Linked DNA regions of Gossypium hirsutum: region 1 is linked to region 2. A link is a contact called in public Hi-C data. All regions are on one chromosome and are shown on one strand. The core of a region is the stretch at or near the end of the contact, and the rest is flanking DNA. Distances in the headings are between cores, read along the strand shown.

The links. A called contact is a pair of places that touch in the nucleus more often than the background predicts.
Region 1: a contact with region 2 is called in a Hi-C map of leaf, with 2.2 times the contacts expected there. The contact joins the promoter of LOC107892240 here to the enhancer-like site in region 2. A contact is called at or near these places in 15 of 34 Hi-C or Micro-C datasets (anther, callus, cotyledon and 4 more).

The regions. Positions count from the first base shown.
Region 1 is chrD09:10,191,789-10,194,941 of Gossypium_hirsutum_v2.1, forward strand. LOC107892240 (terpene synthase 10) reads right to left here and starts at 1,468. Exons shown (of 7, transcript XM_016817264.2): 1 at 1,122-1,468; 2 at 713-983; 3 at 249-627; 4 at 1-141. The coding sequence starts at 1,346.
Region 2 is chrD09:10,121,604-10,124,454 of Gossypium_hirsutum_v2.1, forward strand. No RefSeq gene overlaps it. Among protein-coding and RNA genes, the nearest start is that of LOC107892241, 23 kb to the left of the region's middle. Within about 2 kb of position 1,523, at least 2 of the 9 cell types and tissues checked have an H3K27ac peak or open chromatin away from gene starts, as enhancers often do. A contact at or near this core is called in leaf, where this site is marked.

The DNA.
Region 1 (3,153 bases), core at 218-2,717, 70 kb after region 2:
AATGCGATAATCTTTGTTAGAGTTCTTCTAAGGTTCCCAAAATGAGGATCAAATGCAATGCCTACTGTCCATAGAAAGTTTTCCATCAACATGTCTCTTGCAAAGGGTAGCTTTTCTCCCAGACCTATATCCCTCCACCACCTGCACAATCGTTTCATCTCAAAAGATTAGATGACAAATATATGTGTGTGTGTGTGTGTATTTAATTAATAAAATTCCATTCTTTGTTAGACCATGGATGCACTTACTTGGAAGCGTATATTAGATCATCCTGGTACACTGCTTGCACAATATTAAAATCCAATTTAGCGAGCTCCAAAAGAATAGGATTTCTTTTCTCTCTTTTCTCGTACACATCTATAAACCACCTGGCTTCTAACCTTGACACCCTCCAATGTAGAGGAAGTTCCAAGGCATGCTCCACTAGCATCCTAACATATTCATCTAATTTCTTTTGTTTCAGATATTGTTGAAGCTGTTTAGCTGCGAAATGCCTTGCAGTGTCTAAGATACCTTCATCCTCCATGGAAAGGTGTGAAGCTTCATACAAGTTTAGAAGCCCTTTGCAGTCCTCACAAAGACTCGACTTGAAATTCCCCATCTCGTCCATGAAACCGGAGAAAACCTCTGCACGTATAGAAAATTTTATATGTTTATTACTATTACTATTTTTACAGCAGTTTGTTTTAAACAAAATCTCTGCACTTCTTACCTTCAGTTAAATTATAACCATGCTGCCTTAGGAGTCTAAATTCAAGTGCTGTAGCATATAAGTTGCCTTCCTTCCATAAAGCCTTGCTCTGATCAGCCCTTATATGGATATCCTCCAAAATCCTCTTGGTTTCATCCTGAAAATGATAAGATAAACCGAGCCTCTGCAAGGTATCGATCAGCTCAAGCTTCTCTAAAGGGTCCATAACTTTCTCAAGCATCATTCTCACTTCGCCCAGAAGTCTGATTGCTTGTTCATTAAATGATTCCCCCTGGATGGGTAGTAAATATATTCTCAGCTTGGATAAAATATAAATTTTGTAACTTCAAAGTAATTGGCGTGCAAATGTTCAGTTCTAAGTTTTAACTACTTATTACAACAAGAAGCAATGTAAATAATATAAATATACCAGATAGTCACTCTTGAGCGACTGAATATAATCGTACTCCCAAGTAGGAGGATGGTAATTAGCAGACCGTCTAACAATTTTTTGATCCGAATCATTGGCTTTAGCAACAGATTTGGAGGCTCGAACAACACCCAAGTTGTTGACATTTGATCTGTTGGAGGTGCCTTTCGTGTGCAATCTGATGAAACTGCTGCTAGGAACTGCAGTTACGAGACTAAAGGCCATGAAAAAGCTCCACTTAGGCAATTTCAAATGAGTGATTCAACTTTAGAGCTTAGCTGTACTTTACTTTCAGAAAAGAAAAAAAAAGATTCAACTTTCTGCAAAAACCGACGCATGCCACACCATGTATATATAATCAGTTAATGCTATTTTCTTTTTATTATATTTAGAAGTCAAATTGACTTTTCAAAGCCTTTTTAACTTCTCAAAACCAAATAAAGCTTGAAGCCAAGAGTTGCCGTACAATTTGGTTAGTAACGTGGCAGGTTGGTGATGATTACATAAGGATTTAGATGAAAATAATGATAAATTTACTGGAAGTTACATAAAACACTAGATAATTATGGCTTGCAAGCTAGTAACCTTATCTTTGATTAAGTTGATTAATTATGAATCTGGCATGAGTTTAAGTATACTTATCCATAAGCTAAAACGGTTTAACCAAGCCTATAAATATGTAAGCATAATGTGTATAGAAAGAATAAGTGGTGTGAGTAAAAGAACAAGAAAAAAAAGACAGCGTAAGATAGAAAACTAGCAGCAACTAGTACAGAGAGAAAAAAAAAATTATTTGTATTGTGTAATATTTGTGTGTAATAAAATTATTTTTCAGTTATTAATTGTCCATACACTTCCAACAAGTGGTATTCGAGTTAGGTTCATGTCGACGTCACAATGGGAAACATGATTCAACTGCAGATCCTGAAATCAACAAAGACAATTTATGGAAATTGGAGCATTCAAAAGAAGGATTTGCTTGATTCTTAAGATTGTTGGGTTATTGTTGAAGAAAGATATGTCGAGCCCGAAAATGCAGCTGTCGAAGTGGTTTTGACAAACGAGGAAAAAAGAGCATTGAAAGAAGTTTGTAAAAAAAGATAAGAGAGCGTTTTTCTTTATTTTTCAAAGTGTTCATGAATCAACCTTTGAAAACATTTCAAATGCGAAGACATCAAATGAAGAATGGGGGATTTTGCAAAAAATCCCTTCGAGTGGAAAAAGCAAAAAAGCTACACTTACAAACCCTTAGAGTCGAATTTGAGATGTTGAAGATGAAAGTTTCAAAAATTGTTGATGATTATGTCACCCGAGTGAAAGTGGTGGTAAATGAAATGAAAAGGAATAGAGAAAATTTTGATGACGTAAGAGTAATAGAAAAAAGTTTGTCGTCATTAACACAAAAATTTGATTATGTGGTTATTGCCATTGAAGAATCAAAATATTAATCACAAATATCAATCAAAGAACGTGTGGGTTCCCTCCAAGCCTATGAGCATAAAATCAAGCAAAATGATGATACTGGAAATTTGGAGCAAGTCTTGCAAAGCAAGTTGTCCTTCAATAAAAGTGGATCTAGTAATAGTTTTGGACAAGGTTCAAGCAATCGTGGAGGATATAGAGGTGGACGAGGAACACCTGGACGAGGCAATCAATTATATGGTAGAGGCCAAACAAATGAAATATATCAGACATCAATTCATAGAAGAGGAGTTCGAGGCTGAGGCCAAGGTTGAGGTAGAGGTAGTTTTCAACAAGGAAATAAATCTCAGATACAATGTTATAATTGCAATAAATATGGTCATTTTTAGTTATGATTATGGACCAACTCCCAAGATGGAGGAGAGAAATCATGTAGCAACAACTAAAGAAGAAGAAAACGTGGAATCTAGTATATTCCTCACTTATAAAGAAAGTGAAAAATCAAATAAAAATATTTTGTATCTTGATAATTGTGCCAGTAATCACATGTGTGGTCAAAAGACTTATTTTTAGAGTTGGACGATAATATTCATAAACAAGTAATGGTTGG
Region 2 (2,851 bases), core at 273-2,772:
GCTATGTAACACCTCACTGAGTTTGTCCTCAAATCTTACGTCTAAGCTCTCCAGATTCATCATGGACTTTGTAACACCTTGAAAATTTCTTGTTTACTATACATTACTATACCAAGGAATTTAGTAGAATTCCAATATGAGAATTTTAAATTTTTGATGGATTAATGAATTTTAGATTATTTAGAAGCCTTTAAAAGGTAATCTATGTCAATTGAACTGTATTTGGCCCAATTGAGTAAAAATTCATGGTTAGGGGCAAATGATAATTGTCACCAAAGGTAAATTAGACTTTTAGAACCATAAGGAATTAAATATTAGACCATATTTGGACTTGTGGTGATGAGATGATGATGAGACCTTTTTATTGAATTTTTAAATGATAAACTAGCATATTTTGTCACATGCTTCATTTCTTTTAAGTTGTTGACTTGTTGAACCATTAATAATATTATATTGTTAAAATATGATAAAAAGATGAGGAATATTTTCTCATCTTTTCCAAGTAGCAACTGACCATTTGAGGGTGGCGAAACTTCCCTATTTTTCTTCATTTTCCACTATCTCTACACATTTTTATTTTCCACTTTCACTATTTTCAACATTATCTTGCAAAACCTTCTCACCAAAACCTTTATTGAGTTCAATATTTATGATGGCATTGAAAATCCAAGTGTTGTATCTTGTGTTTTTGCTATAGATGTTTTTAACCCATTTAAATCTATTAATTTTGTTGGTTCGAAAGTGCTTCCTTGTAGAAACCTTTCTCTTGAAGGATAATAGAAATTTTTAGCACTACAAAAGAGATGAAACCACCAGACAAGCAAAAGCAAAAAATTTTGAAAGATAGAGGAACCCTTCCACTTGATTTAATTACTTAGAAAATTCAAAGAACAACAGTTAGCCAAAGAAGTTAAACAATGGCTCTTACAGAGAGGCAACTCTATGGTTAAATAGTATTTATTTATTTCATTGCATTGCATATAGAATGCATCTCTAGGTTTCACGTGCATTTGCATTTTCACACGCATTACTCTTTGTTTTATTTAAGGATAAACAAATAATTAATATATTTTGGACCCTGATTGCTTTACTTTTCATTGATCTTAAAGTAAAATATCATGTTTAGGTTCATTTGCCTTTTTAGTGTCACATTTACATTTTTAGTGTCATATTTTCATATATTAGCATTTTTATTTTAATTTAAATGATTTAGTACTATTAACTAATTTGGTGTTTCATGACTCTAATTAGGTGCATATGAATTTGGGATGCAAGTTTGAGCACCAATGGAAGTGAAATGATTGAGAAAAATAAGCAAAATGTGAAGAACTAAAAGAAGGGTGAGTGGGTTGTTGGTCAAAACTATAGAGCCTTGACCCTAGATCTGGAGTAGCTGCACCAAATCTAGAGCCTTAGTGCGATTGCTTGTAAGCCTTAGTTCCACAACGCAAGATATGGCACCCCAACATGACCAAGGACACTTGTAGTCAATGTTTTTTAGCTCTGACCCAAAGATGAGCTCACCCTAGTGCCACAAGACCACGCCGCCATGCCCTAGAGACCCTCCTAGCTCGAATTGTTTTATGCTTTTGGTGGAGTGGATAATCCAATTTCATGTTTTAAGGGTATTTTGGTATTTAAAAAATATATTTGATATTATACCCTATATTTGACCTCCTAAAGGTTGTTTTACTCACATTAGCCGTTTGTCTTTTTTTTTTTCTAAATCAAGCGTAATGAAAGAAAAGTTTTGATAATAGATCAAGGAAGCAACTTTGAAAATTTGGTGAGATCGTTTTAATTTTTTATTTTATTTTTTCTCATTAAATTCTCATTGTTGTTGGACTTATTTGTTGAGCACAAGGAAAAGAGAGATAGATGCGACTGTGAAATTAATTCTTGGACTACTCAGTAATTTTTTTTTTATTTTGTTGTTTTTTAGTTGTTGTTGTTATTTAAGGACCACAACACCTTAATAGAACAAGTTGTTGGTGCTTCAAAAAGAGCAAATGATGGGTCTACCTCGATTTATTTTATAAGTACTTTAGCAAGGAAGTTTCCTAAATCTTCGCACAGTTTTGGAACATTGAAAAAAATGTTTAATTTAAAGGTGAGGGAGTCTAGTCAATTTAGTTTGTATGGTTTTTTTAATTTTAATTTTAATTTTAATTTTAATTTTTAAGCACAAATTTTGCATGATGCATGTAGTTTGCATAAAATCTTAACTCGATGATATGTTGGAATATTTTTTATGTCTTTGCAATTTGTAAATCTATCGTGATGAATATTTTTGAAACCTGCATGTTAATTTAATATAGAGTGTGTAGGTTTAATTTATGATAATAGGACATTTTTTAGAATTATAGATGTTTCATCTGATCTAAATTCATGGTTCTTTTCTATTGATATGCTTTCTATAATCGATTTTAGGATTTATTTAGAGAATAATTTTGTTTGAACCATGCGTACAAAGAATAATCTAGGTGAAATTTTGATATATTTCAAGTTTGAGTATTGGATTGAATATTGAAGAATGTGCTTAATTGGATAATCTTGATAATAAGCATGAGAATAGACTACTCCTCTATCTAGTTCATAAGCTTCGAAAAGAACTAGTGGCACAACTGGAGTAACCGAGGGTAGGTGCTTGGTTGCCATTTACCTTCGTGTCAAAAGGCTCGATGTTTCCTAGTATACTCCGCTGATGTAGATATGTGTAGCATCGAAGATTGTTTAGGTTTGATTAAGCTAGTAATTCGGGTTAGGTGTTTTGGTTGTTATCTATACACGCATTCAAAATTAATTGTCCTAAACTTGAAAAAAAGAAACGAAAAATAAGCTTACTTTTATG